3 separate regions of the Mus musculus genome follow, and regions 1 and 3 are each linked to region 2. The links are chromatin contacts, called in public ChIA-PET and Hi-C maps. All regions are on one chromosome and are shown on one strand. Each heading gives the region's core, a stretch centred on a gene start, on an enhancer-like site or on the middle of the called end of the contact. The rest is flanking DNA. Distances are from core to core; before and after follow the strand shown.

Evidence for each region. Hi-C and Micro-C count contacts between places; a contact is called where the count stands out from the background. ChIA-PET counts read pairs in DNA pulled down with a chosen protein or histone mark.
Region 1: a contact with region 2 is called in a Hi-C map of CD8 T cells, with 1.8 times the contacts expected there. The contact joins two enhancer-like sites. A contact is called at or near these places in 6 of 39 promoter capture datasets (the 3T3-L1 cell line, 3T3-L1-derived adipocytes, the C10 cell line and 3 more), 3 of 484 Hi-C or Micro-C datasets (CD8 T cells and embryonic stem cells) and 4 of 115 datasets of contacts at active chromatin or transcription factors (CD8 T cells, double positive thymocytes, large pre-B cells and 1 more).
Region 3: a contact with region 2 is called in an RNA polymerase II ChIA-PET map of memory CD8 T cells, with 29 read pairs. The contact joins the promoter of Sc5d here to the enhancer-like site in region 2. A contact is called at or near these places in 5 of 39 promoter capture datasets (embryonic stem cells, pre-B cells and stem cell-derived epiblast-like cells), 7 of 484 Hi-C or Micro-C datasets (the HL-1 cell line, double positive thymocytes, embryonic stem cells and 1 more), 5 of 115 datasets of contacts at active chromatin or transcription factors (bone marrow-derived macrophages, embryonic stem cells, memory CD8 T cells and 1 more) and 2 of 9 other capture datasets (liver and pancreatic islet).

What each region holds. Positions count from the first base shown.
Region 1 is chr9:42,030,224-42,034,962 of GRCm38.p6, reverse strand. Sorl1 (sortilin-related receptor, LDLR class A repeats-containing) reads left to right here. Exons shown (of 48, transcript NM_011436.4): 19 at 1,307-1,398; 20 at 3,048-3,294; 21 at 3,946-4,084. Gm16214 (predicted gene 16214) reads right to left here. Exons shown (of 5, transcript NR_165259.1): 3 at 3,202-3,646; 4 at 897-1,617. Among named protein-coding and RNA genes, the nearest start is that of Gm16214, 10 kb to the right of the region's middle. Within about 2 kb of position 2,317, at least 41 of the 459 cell types and tissues checked have an H3K27ac peak or open chromatin away from gene starts, as enhancers often do. A contact at or near this core is called in CD8 T cells and thymic regulatory T cells, where this site is marked.
Region 2 is chr9:42,155,894-42,160,577 of GRCm38.p6, reverse strand. No RefSeq gene overlaps it. Among named protein-coding and RNA genes, the nearest start is that of Gm39321, 16 kb to the right of the region's middle. Within about 2 kb of position 1,792, at least 54 of the 459 cell types and tissues checked have an H3K27ac peak or open chromatin away from gene starts, as enhancers often do. A contact at or near this core is called in CD8 T cells, bone marrow-derived macrophages, memory CD8 T cells and 1 more, where this site is marked.
Region 3 is chr9:42,261,743-42,266,034 of GRCm38.p6, reverse strand. It overlaps Sc5d (sterol-C5-desaturase), which reads left to right and starts at 1,735. Exons shown (of 6, transcript NM_172769.2): 1 at 1,735-1,829; 2 at 3,904-3,984.

The sequences.
Region 1 (4,739 bases), core at 1,068-3,567, 130 kb after region 2:
TGAAGAATCATCAGTGCCCCCTACCTCGCAGGCTACTGCCGAGGCCCTGCAATACTGAGCCCCGTAGTTCTTGCTACTGGCACTGCATGGGGATGTGACATGCAGGTTAATGGGAAAACACAAAGTCGGGAGACACAGGGAGCTGCGTGACATGTAGTGAGATGGAGACAGAGGCTCGGGAGGCTGCCCTGGATCCATGCATCATCCTGCTAGCTGAGACACATGCAGCAGGGGGCTTCCTGGAACTTCTTTTTCCTCAAGTGTGAGGACGAGTCTCATTTACTTAGTCATTAAACGAGTGCCATTTGGTGCAGGATACATGTCAGTCCTGGTCTTGTGTTTAATGACACAGTGAGCAAGGAAAGGACACACGCATTCTCTTTCTGATTAGCTTTTAGTTTAAAGGAGCCAGGTATGGTGGTGTATTCCTGCAATCCCAGCACTTAGCTGAGGCAGGAGGATCAAGATTTTGAGGGCAGCCTGGGCTACATAGTAAGTTAAAAGACCAGCTGGAGATACACAGAGATCTTGTCTTAAAGCAAACAGAAACCACACAAAGGAAGCAGCTCAGTGGAAAGGAGACAAAGAAACCTGTCCTTCTGCTAAGAACAGGAAGCAAGTCTCTCGATCGATCGTGTGCTTGGGGAGTGGATAACGTGGAGAGGGAAGAGAGTGGGGAAGCTTCTGGGGACTCCCGAGTTGAGCCTGATGCCGGAGGGGAATCCTCTCAGGACCCTGGCAGAAGTGGTTGGCATATAGAGTCGTTCTGTCAGCCCTCCAAATCTGTGGTTTCATATCCACGAATCGAAAATAGTAAAAAACAAAACAAAACAAAACCAAGACAGTACTGAGTGTGCAGACATCTTTTCCTGTTGTTCCATTCCTGAGCAACTCACCTACTACTTAGCACCAGCACTGTCGTGGGAATTACAGGTGATCTAGGGGTGGCTTAGAACAGGCAGGAAGCTGTGTGAGGGTTGTATGCAAGCACTGAAGCGTTCTTGGACTCCAAGGGACCACAACAGTCACCTTTGCGCAAGTTGTCATGCTCCGGGGTTGGCGTCAGAGAGCACACAGCTCTAGCTGCTCCTTCGGCCCACGTGGGAATTATCTCAGCCAGGGACACGATGAGTGCCTTCTGATTGGGAATCAAGGCGGGCTCCCCAGTGGTTCTAGAATGAGACCCGGGAGTAGAGGGCAGGTGTGGAGAGTGTGCCAGAGGCAGGGCCCCTGGAGGGCTTTGGTTTTGTGGGCTTTGTAAGGAATTTAGATCTCTCTCCTTCCCCCACCCCCTTTGTTTTGTCAGGTAGCTAATCCAGATGGTGACTTCCGACTGACAATCGTCAATTCCTCTGTGCTTGATCGACCCAGGGCTTTAGTCCTTGTACCCCAAGAAGGGTAAGTGTTCCTTACGGGGAGTCAGCGTCACGCCCACTGCTGTAAGAGATGCTCATGAAAGTGAAAATGTGAGGCCAGGTTTCTGCTTCTGGTGATCATGGGGGAGATAACCTGTTGACTGAGGCTCTTGAAGCCATAGCTTGCTTGTCGTGGTCCGATAACTCTGTGTGTTTCATTAGAAAGCATCCGACTCTCTTATGGTCTCCAGATGTCTCACATCTGTGGGGTGTTTCAATAGAAAAGGTAACATGAAAGAGAGTCTTTGTAAACCAGTCAGGCCACTGATAAATTGTAAGGATTTTTTTTTTTTTTAATCTCGAGTTCCGTGAATCTCACAAACATTTAATTCGACCAGTCACTCTCACACACAGAACTCCCAGCGTGTGCAAGTTTTCTTACTTAAAATTACTGTGCACTTGGGGTACGCACGACTGCTTTTCACTAACTCCTTCATCACAGCAAAAATTACTAAGAAGGAAATGCTGTGCTAGCTTTTCTTTCTGTGTGTATTTATGATTGAGAATTAACACTATTCTTAAAAGGACACTCTAAAAGAAATCTATGGGCTTGGTTGCAGATATTAAAAGAGAAGACCTTGAAAGGATGCTTAAGTCTGCCCTGTTCTCATTCGTCACCCTTCATCCTCCTACATCCTCGGGATGCAATCACATCACTGTTACGTAATAGTCAGCATTACTCATGCATAATAGCCACAATTAATTTTTTGCTTGCATTATTCAGAGTCTTTTTACTGGTGTTCAATCATGATCATTAAATACAGCGCCCCTTAGTGACACACACGACTTGTCAGATAGAATCAGTCTGTTTGTGATTTCCTGCCAGTCAGCGGACATGCACATTGAGTGACAGCGGCTTATCAGAGCACACACAGCGGTTTAGTTGCTTCGGTAAGAACATGGATGAAAACCGAGGTGGCAGGAAGGAGTTTATTTTGCTCGCAGGTTATACTCCCTCCCTGAGGCAGTCTGAGGTAAGAACTGAAACAGAGACCACACTTACTGGATTGCTCCCAGTGGCTTGCTCAGCCGGCTTCCTGCCCAGGGTGGTACTGCCCACAGAGGTTTGGACCCTCCTGTATCAATCATGAATCCAACAACAACAACAACAACAACAACAACAACAACAACAACAACAACAACTGGCCCACAGATTTTCTCCAGGCCAGTCTGATAAAGGCAGTTCCTTAATTGAAGTTTCTCCTTCTGAGGTGACTCTAGTTTGTGTCATTGTCAAAAACTAAGTAGCACATACAATAGATAGATTTCAAACTATTTTGGATACAATATTCTGGGGGCATTGCAGTAGGTATATTCTATTGTATAATACTACATATCACTTCCTCTGCCAATTAGCATTTAGATTAGCATGCATATATGTGGATCTCTTTGTATAGTATTGGAATAATGTGATTATAGGCAGACTTCAGTAGGTGAATTTTTGAGTCAAGTTCAACTACATTTCTGAATGAATCTCAAATATAGATGGTAGTAATAATGAGTGACTGCATGTCAAATATAGACAGGCAGTAGTGATAATGATGGCTTTGAGAGGTTACTTACCTCTGAGACGTAGAATCAAGGCTGGCCTGTGTCGTTCTGATGAGATTGTGTGGTCCCTGTATTGACCAGGGTGATGTTCTGGACTGACTGGGGGGACCTGAAGCCTGGGATTTACCGGAGCTACATGGACGGCTCTGCTGCCTACCGCCTTGTGTCAGAGGACGTGAAGTGGCCCAATGGCATCTCTGTGGACAGCCAGTGGATCTACTGGACGGATGCTTACCTGGACTGTATCGAGCGCATCACTTTCAGTGGCCAGCAGCGTTCAGTCATCCTTGACAGCCTCCCACACCCCTATGCCATCGCTGTCTTTAAGGCGAGTCCTCACGCGCAGTCTGCCAGAGACGGGGAAGCACGTGGCTAGGCGGAGAGCTGAGGCCTGTTGGGCTGTTGCAGTTGGCCAGAGGCCTTAAAAACGCCGTGCCTTCAAATCTGCACAGACTTGTTTGCATCCTTCATGGAGAGATGTAGGCTTCTACCACTGCTTACGTTTCAAAAGGTTGGAGGTTGAGGTCTCCTCCTCTGAGTGAATCTCTTTCCTTTTCAGGGCCTGTGGCCTTGTTTCAGTTTCGCATCTTCATCCCTTGCTTCTCTCCCTGCTGACTGATGCTGTGTGCCATCTATATAACCTTCCAGTCGTTCTCACCCTAGGGAGCAAATGCATCTACCTAGAATGGAGAAACATATTTCAAAACTAAGTCACCCTCCCTCTCCCCCCCATCCCCCACACACACCATGGTCCAACTAAATGAGTACTAGATAGCCTTTTCTAGGTCATTTCTTCCTGAGGGCCGTTGGTGAGGTTTCAATAAAACCACTGACATTTGCACTTAAGTGAAACTTTGACTCGGCCTGTTATTCAGTAATTATCTGTTGTCCCTGCGTAGTGGTGGGATGGAGTGCCCCTTGTCTTCATGAAGTGTCCCGAAAGCAGGACCATTGAACTAGATTAAACATTTCTCTTTAGAATGAGATCTACTGGGATGACTGGTCACAGCTCAGCATCTTCAGAGCTTCGAAGCACAGCAGATCCCAGGTGGAGATTCTAGCAAGCCAGCTCACGGGCCTCATGGACATGAAGGTTTTCTACAAGGGAAAGAATGCTGGTAAGGCCGTGTCCCCTTCTCTCTCTCTCTCCCCAGACTTGGTCTCTAGAAAGGGGCTGCAAATGGGCAATCCCCGCTCAGAGCAGGATCTGGCAGTGTGCCTCTCTGTTGTCACAACAACATGCACATTATTTAATTTCTTCCTAATGGCATCTTAATTTCTTTTCTAATGATACACAAACAGCTGGAAGACAGGGAGTCCTGCCTGCCTGGAGTGCGGGTGCTTAGTGAGTGATTACCAGTCTTCCTGCCCTTGGCTCCTCAGTGATGGGTGGGATGGGCTTTTGGGTCCAGCCGCAAAGAGAGGACCATAATGTGCTTAATCTTTGGCACGTTCACAAGGAATGGCGCATGCTGGGTTCTCAGATGCTTGCTTGCCCAGCTGCTTCGGTGTCCATTGAACATACCTACTTCTGTGGCCACACTGTGTGCAGGCTTTTTTCATTCATGATCCACGCTGAATGTGTGAACCTCAGGAAATGAATGTCTTGTTTTCTCTTCTCAATGTTTTACCAGTGCCTAGCACTTAGTAGGTGTCTAGTTTTTCTTCGTGGAAAGAAGGGATGAGCAGAGTTTATTTTTATGTAGAAAGGAATTCTCACCTTGCAGCTCAGACTAGCCTGAAACTCACTGTGGAGCCCAGGCCAGCCCCCCA
Region 2 (4,684 bases), core at 543-3,042:
AATATGGATAAAATGCTCGCTGAACAACTGTGAGGACCTGGAATCAAATTCCCATAACCAAGTCAGAACCGGTAGTGTGCACATCTGTAATCCCGGCACTCCTGCAGAGAGTTGGGAAGCAGAGACGGGCAAACCCCTGGAGGCTTGCAGGTCCCATAGCCTGACTTAGTCAGTGGAAAAAGCCAGGAGCCCTGTCACAAACAGGGTGGAAGGCAAGGACCAATACTTTCGACTGTCCTCTGACATTGCCATGTGTGGTGTGGCTTGTGTGTGCGCACTTGCATTAACATTCATGTGTGCATGAATACACATAGAGAGATTAAATTATACATAAGAAAGTGTGCTATTAAGTAACCAAATTTAACTTGGGGTGAGTTGTGAACCAGTTGTAAAGTAAATAGAGTAAACAGAGAAGTTTTTGGTTTTGGTTTTGGTTTTTAAACCTATCCCTAAAATCAGAGACATGGCGGCAGGACCTTGGGAACCAGCACATAATCTATGCAGTGACAGACAGCTATAATTTGCAGAGTCTGATGGTCAAGACTGAGAATTCTGACCCCATTCCAGGCCCTTCTCCATACTTAAATCCCACTGAGGAGGTAGGATATAGAAAGAAGTATTTATTTTCCTCAGTAAGTACAAGAAATTAATACCTACCAAGTTAAAGTGCTTTTTCTTTTCTCAAAGTCTAAGCTGGTAGAAAAGAGAAAAGAATTTCCCTTATTATTCACACGGGCTTTCAAAAACCCCTTCAGATAAGTGTAGTCCTGACCCTCATCAGGACACTTCTCTTTGCAACAGTCAGAGACTGTTCCAGAAAACCACATCCAATCAAAATGTAGAGATGCCAATCGAAATAGAAAAATCTAGAATGTAACTCCTGCATATAAGACTTGGGGTCCTTACAGAAGAGAGGCCGAAAGATCATAATAGCTGGAGGATCTGGGAATTTGCTGGAGTAGTGTCAGAGGCCACACCTCCCAAAGCTGAACAAGGACAACAACCATAGACGCGCTGATAGGGATAGGGAAGAGGGTAATGGGGTCTGAGCACAACGAGCTGCAGGAAACTGGGAAATGCTGGGGATGGGAAAGACAGTCTCCCCTGGCAGGGGCACACCAACTGGTTATTCCATACCAAGGGATCAGCCCTGAGAATATCCATGTAAGTATCTTTATGGAGACTGAACAGATTGTACCTACGTATTTAGGAATAAATGTTTAAATATATGCATATACATATGTGTGTATGTAACAACTAATGAGAAAAAGAGGCTGTGGGCTTGAAAGAGAGGAAGGAGAGGGGATGAGATACGGTATGTAAGGGTTTTGAGGGGGAGGAGAATGGGAGACTGATGTCATTATGTAATCTCAAAGAATAGAAGAAAAATTGAAAACCTTACATGCACAACTTTTGTTTTGATTTTGAGTTTTTAGTGAGTCCTGTGTGTGGCTGGTGAGTGTTAGGCTGAGTAGCAGCCACAACCCACAGATTTTTTTAAAAAGCAGTTAAGAGACAGAGAGAAAGCCTTTCATGTGGGAGCATGCTGCTGTCTCTCACCTCCCTCCCTCAAATCCTTTTGATCCCAAATTGAGGACAAATAACACAGTCTGATGCTGTGTTTTCAAGGTTGCAGATATAAGGTGCTGACTTCCACACCTGCCCGGGTGCATGCCCATGTTTTAGAGTTCTGCTGTACAGGGTTGAAAGCCTGCTCTCTTTCCTTCCGGTTCCTATTCCCCTCTACAGCTGATGATGACAGCCTGTGGTTTTTCTTTTAGTGGATGTACCAATGACACTCTCTCAACTCCTTCCTTTTCTGGCCTTGCAGCGTCACCTCTGAAATGGAGAATGATTTCCCCCTTGCACTCTGAAAGGAAAATTCACGCAGTGAGACAGACCTACACACCACTGAGCGCCAGCAGCTGTGCCAGTGGGGCTGGAGAGATGGCCCAGCCGTAAGCACTGGCTGTCCATCCAGGAGACTTGAGTTCAATTCCCAGCTTCCAAAGGTGGCTTACAACTGCTTAGAACTCCAGTTTCAGGAGATCTGACACTTCCCCAGGAACACCTATACAATTAATATAAACATGTATACATTTACAAATACATATACATCATATGCATATACATATATACATATACATTCTATTCCAGGGGCAAAAGCAGGATTTGGAATCTGTAGCTATTGCTTTAAATAAACTGAATTGGAGATGAGCAGGCCGAGAGAATCCAGGAGTTGCTCAGTTGCTCAGTCCATGAGGTGATCTGCTGGAGTCCCGAAGAAGTTGATTTTAATACTGGGGGATGGAATGCCTCAGTAACAGGATGCCTCATTAAGAGGATACATGAATTTGCCTGCAATATTGAAGACAAGCAGACAAAGGGCTTTGGCATAGCAGGGAACTAGGTTGGCTAATACTCTGAGAAATGCTAGTTGACCTAGAAAAGACAAGCCTGAATTGTTAAAATCCACACCCATGGGCAGTACAGAAAGATGGAGAGATTGACCGGTCAGTGATTGCTGCTCTGAGGGGTGGACGGAAAGACCAAAACCAGACTGCCTCTCTGCGCCACAGGAAGAGCTTCTTTGGGATATCTGAAGACTAGGAGTGGGCTCAGTGGATCTATGTTGTGAGAACATGTGCCTTCCCTGAGTACAGAATAAGCTGTCTAGAGCCTAATGTGGAACCCAAACCCCTGCCTATTAGTCCCTATGGGAGGACTTCAGAGTGAAACCCATTGGAAAAGACAATGAGAAGTCACCAGTGTTGTCTTGTTAGGAGGACCAGTGGCTTAAGGAGCACCTGGCCGTTCCAGCAGGTTGGTTCTCAGGAGAAGAAGACAGATGCTTAGTTTGAAAACATTAGTTGCGGGGAAATGTGAATCAATTACAACCGTGCTTGTATTTCACATATTGTATTTAGGTGCTCTTTAGCCTTTTTGACTTTTGGATGTAAATATTCAGAGGATACCTATTGCAAACACTTGAACTCCATTGCTGGTGACTGTCCTAGATTCTGTAAAGACACTTAAACAATATTAGAAGGGTTTATACAGGTCAGTGAGCTTGCCTAAAGCATTAGGGAAAACACCACCTCTTACTTCAATAAAATAAATTGTGCTAGCCAACAGAGCCTCCTAGATTTGTCATATAAGTTAGCACTTTAAAAAGTATAACTCATAACAAGTAAGCCAGACAGTGAAATTCCCATGTTGGTCATACCTATAAATTAGCAGTTTTAAAACTATAACTCATAACAAGTAAGCCAGACAATCAAATCCCCATATCTGTCACCCCCTTTCTAATTATCACTAAAGCCTGACTTAGGCGGATGAAGCATGGTTCAGGAAGGAACAGTAAGTCTCAGACACTAACTATGATAACTAGAATGGAACTGGATACAACAGAACTGGATCTCTGAGATGGGCCAATGGCCTGAGGCTATTCCAGGTTTTCATACAGGATTATTGGGCAGGGGGGTCAGGAGAATTGAAGCAGTGCTAAAGGCAAAGGGAGGGGCCTTCTGCTGGGTAGTGATCGTATCGCAGAGGAAGAAACCTTAAGTAGAGCCACCCACCATCCATCGTTAAGTCCCGAAGGCTCAGGAAAGCAGAGACCAATAGTGAGTAAACAGAGGGAGCCTATTTCAGATGTAAAGGAAAGAAGTGGGCGATAAACACCAGGAAAGGAGAAAACGTTTACTTCAGAGTAGGGGGAAAGGACAAGAGAGCATTCTAAGGTGTGTCTTCTCTGTCTGTATGTATGCATGTTACCTAGGATGTTGTCATGCTTGTAGTTTGGGGGCCAGAGGAATGACTCAGCAGTTAAGAACTCATACTGCTTCTATAGGACCCAAGGTCATTCCCTGGAACCCAGAGTGAGCAGCTCGAAAGCAGCTCCAGCTCCAGGAGATCTGGCCCTTTTTTGGTCTCTGCAGGTACCTGCTCTCATGTGCACACACACCCCCCACCAACACACACACACACATACACACACACACACACAGACACACACACACACACAAGCATGCACGTGCATGCACCCACTCCCACACACACACAGACATACACATACATTTGGTTTTTTGAGACAGGGTTTCTGTGTCCCCCTGGCTGTCCTGAAACTTGCTCTGTAGTCCAGACTGGCCTTGAACTCACAGATCTGCTAGCCTTTGCCCTCCTGAGGGCTAGGATTAAAAGCATGCACCACCACCGCCCAGCTTTTTTGTTTTTGTTGTAACTTTTTCTTTTTTTACAAATAACTTTTCAATTGAAATTAATCTTTTTAAGTTGATGACAGATGGAAAAAAGATATTCGGTGATTGGAATGCTTTGGAAGAATTGTAAGCTTTCCCTCATTTTCCTACAATTAAACACTCTCCCCATCCCCACAAGAACAGAAATTGCCAACTAAGATATCCTATCCTAGGCTGCTTTGGGTAACAGCATCTTGACTTGACTTGATTTGGGTAAGGTTGCTGGAGCTTTGAAACTCTTGAGGACCCATGAGTTCCTGCATTATTTTGTTCCTGATTTGCTTCCTATCCCCTGAATCACACAGTCTTGGAATTGCATCTTGATAGGAGATTCTCAGTTTGGGGAAGACAGGTACAAATAACAAGGGTTTTTATCGTGGTAAAATAGCCTCAACAAAACGTTCTACTGAAACACTTCCCAACAT
Region 3 (4,292 bases), core at 486-2,985, 110 kb before region 2:
GGAACAACTTGCTTATAGAAGGAATCAGAGTGGAGTCACCCGGTTGCTTCTCCTTTACATCTACACTTCTAGAAATTGCCCAGATGGTGTCAATTTTGGGGATGGGAGAGGAGACCTTGGGAAGTACTACAGTGGAAGCCCCAGGAGAAAGCTGATGACCAGACCCACTAAAGCAGTGCAAAGCCTAGGCTCTCACTCCAGAGCTCACCTGTGGAACTCACACATACTCCTGTCTAGTTTCTCTTAGTGTGGTGGCTGGTTTTCACCACAACTTGCCACAAATCAGCAACGACTGACCAGAGAGCCGCATGGTCCTCATCGTCTCTGTTGATATCAAAGAAGCTACCTTAAGCGCGTGCAGCATTTCTGCCAATAGGCCCAGGAGCAGAGTAGAGAGAGTATGATATCCCTTTAGCTTGCTTGGTCTTCCATCTTCCCCTGGCAGCTGAGCTTGCTTGCTGCTGCTGTCTTTGGTGAAACCCAAACTATTATTTCCAAACTTCCATTGTTGGCTGAAGGCCAGGGACTCTCCAGGTATACAGGAACTGCTGTGGCACTGAGCCTGGTAGACAGACGCTCTACCAGGCTGTTCATTTTTCCAATGTGAGACAGCCATTATAGGACTACTCTGGCTGGCAAGGTAACCAGCCTCGTGGATGGAACAGCTACTAGGGGTTTAGTTCTTCTGGGGTGAGACAACTGTTATTACTTTAAGCTAGTTTCATAAATTTTTTATGTATGTATTCATCTTATCAGTTCTGTTCCTCCAGAGAACACTGGCAAACACACTTTGTTAAGTGTAATTTATAGAGTCATTTTGGACTAGGCTTTTGCCTCAGAGCTCTGGAAGATCAGATCTGGCCAGAACTGTCTCTCATGCTCAATATATCACTTAATCAAACTGGCTTTTGAAATGCCTGGCTCCTTCTAACCAAAACAAAAAAACAAAACAAAACTAATCAATTGGTAGGACCCTGATACCAGAAACAGACGACAGGTCAATCCTCTCTGAAGTAACTCTGAAGTACTAGTCTTTTGGGCCTTTCTTCTTCTTAGGTTCTTTTCATTTTGGCCAATACTGCTGATCCCTACTGCTCACCTTAGGGAGCTCTTGTATTTTATAGAATGGGCTGCTGTCTACATTCCCGAGTCATAATTAGCCAATTTGATCTTTAAGTTCACCTCCCCCACCCCTATCTTTACCTATGTAAACCAGTTGGGCCAGATCATAACCTCTTTCTCTATTTTTATCGCTATTAATAATTGCTTTTTAAATTTACTCTGCTACACATAACTTTCGATTTACATATTTTAACGCTGCATAAGAGGACTTGCAGGGAAGTGACAAATAACTGCGGATTGATGAACGTTTGAGTCACAAAAATGGGACAAAAGACTCCACCATTAACATCAAAGGAAGCGTCATTAATCCTACTTCAGGCTGTCATTTTGCATTCATCCCGGGTCCTTTGCACGATTCTAGTCAACTTTCTGGGCGGGAAGAAAGTGGGAAGGAAAGCAAGCTTCGTCCGCCCCGTAGCAGCATCATGAAGCGCCTGGATAGTCCCGGCAGAGTGCTGGACCTGGTTCGGGGGTGCGGGGAGGCGTGGGGAGCGCGGGACGCCTACGCGGCGACCACGTGACCGCCGCGACCGCGCCGGTCCAGGTCGCGCGATCCGCCGTCACATCAGCTTATTGCGCCGGCTGCTGATTGGCCGGCTGCCTGCACATGGGCGGGGCTCTGCTGAGCGGGCGGTGTCTCGGGCGCTCTGGCTCGTACTCTCCGCTGGCTGTAAAGCCGCGGCTGACGGAGCTGCTGGGCCTGGCAGGTAGGTTCCGTGCGCTGGCAGCTGGACAGCCGCGAGTGGGAGGACCCGCGGGCGGTCGCGAGGATCCCCGGGTGCCCGGCGCCGGTACGGCATCCGCCGCACCCGTGTGGCCGTCCCTGCTAAAGCGCAGGTGGCATGGGGGGGTGGGGGTGGGGGTGGGGGTCTGGCCTGGCGGACACCTTGGTCCCCGGGGCCTGCGATGGGGATAAGGTTATATGGGAGCGGGGAAGGACCCTGGCCCGGTAAAGCTGGGTCCCTGCCAGTGCTAGAGGTTGCCTGCCTACTGTGAACCCCACATCCAGGGTGAGGTGGGAAAAGCTGGTGATTTGCTTTGCCACCGGCACTTCCTGGAGAAGGTACCAGGTTGCGAACCAGCGTCCGATTGAGGCCTAGGGAGGGTGGTGGGCCGTCACTCCCTGCCTTTCTGAAGACCATACGCTGTAGCGTGCACACTTTAAGCATCGTTAAGAAGTCACTCATACTGGCATCCCTTCTTATTGCCGAGTAAATTGGGAGGTGGTACAAGTGGAAACAATATCTCGGCGGCAGCGAAGTTATTTGACTATTTTGTGTTAGTTGAGTTTGCATTTTCATTAGTTGTGTTAAAGTGCTTACCTTCTGACCCTTACTGTCTTACGGACTTTTGCATTCATCCTGTAATATAATGAACGTGGAGAACTCAGAATTCCCCATCTGTATTTGTGACTCTAGGGAAGTAATGCTGTGTAGAACTTTTTGTGTAGGCTTTACACATCGACTGCTCCTTACAGAACAAAGCTGTTTAAGGCATTGCGCCTTCACTGTCCTGTTTATTAAGATTATACGCGGACACACGTTATAGACTTGTGAGAATTAGATGGGAGAATCTCTCCATCACTCCTCCAGATGTGTAAAGGCCGGATGAGAGGTACTGCAGAGCATCCAAGAGCTTTGGAGACTGAAGCAGGAGAATGCAAGTTCCAGGCCACATAGCCAAAGGGGGGAGGGGTGGAGTGCTTAAAATAATATGTAGTATTTTTTAAATATATAAATGGCTAGTTATTGTTCCTGTACTTTTTTCAGTTAAGAAAAATATAATAGTTTTAAGTCATTTAAGTATAATAGTGGATTTATATATGTTTACTTATTTATCTGATGCTGGGATAGGAACCAAGGCTTTGGACATACTACACCAAAGGAATATCCCTGAATTATACCCCAGGCCCATTTAATTGATAACCATGTTTTAAAGTCAAAAATTGTGGGTTTTTTTTCTGCCAAAGCAGTATACTATTTAACGTAAACTTACATTTCAAGCAATAATGCCTAATTATCTTAGAGTCCATGAGCTGTCTTTGACTTTAAGGGGTTGCACCTTTACAATTTACATACAATTTGGTATGGCCATGTGGGTGTTTCTCACTGTCTAGCACTTGATGCTGGTTGAATTGCTTTTTTTGAATTGTGAGTGGCATATATGATGGGGAAATGAGCACCTGACATTTAATGTAATTTAAGTTTTTCAGGATGAGAGAAAACATGTGTGGCTCATTCCATAAGCAACAGGCTAAGTTCCTTAGCAAACACCTCCCAGCTGTGGCCGATGCTGCAAACCTCTGGTTTCGGCTGTTTGGGAAGCTGTAGAGGGAGTGTGGCCTGAGTAATGAGCTTCAGGGAGAAGGGCAGGGGTAGGAAAGGTTTTTAATGAAGAAACTGAAAAATCCCAGGGGAAAGCGACCAAAGGATGGAGACGCAGAGCCTTCACGGGAAAAGTGTCGTGTCATGTGGTACAAATATATGAAGCTGTGCTCAGTAGCACTCAAGCTGACTATGGAGTCAGCACCAAGATAACCTTTTCTTCCCTGATGCGTTGAAGGTACTCCAGGGGTTGTGGAGAGATTGACACTGTCTTCCATTGTTTGAGGATGCACGAAGCAGTTTGGTACCTGTGGGGGCAGTTGAACAACCTGCACTAGGTTACCACTTCGTGCCTGTAAAAGTTTACTTAGTACAGGAGCAGTCGTTGTGTCAGGAGCAGTCGTTGTGTCAAAGCCTGGAAGCCCTGAGATCCAAACAGTTTTTTCTTTCCTCATAGGTTCAGTCCTCGCCCTTATCTGATGGTAGATCCTGCCTCCAAGTGACAGACACAACCATTGTTTATTGGGTCACATACCAGGTATTCCTGCCTGTGCCTTCTGGATATGTTTTGTTGTTTGTTTGTTTGTTCTTTTGTTTTGTCAACTTTTGGTTTACTTCCAAGTGAAAAGGTCAGAAGTGTCTGAAGGCAGCCTGTGGGTGGCAGTGAAGGTGTAGCTGCTGTCACTACTGCACAGGACAGTATTGAGGGGGGATGCTGGCGTATGCTGCGTCTCTGAGGCATCCTACTGAGAGCCTGGGATCTAACACCGTACTTGACTTACGGATGGGCAAGACAAATGGTTGCCGTTTAACTGGAAGTGCCTACCAAAATATGGCCTAGGAGAG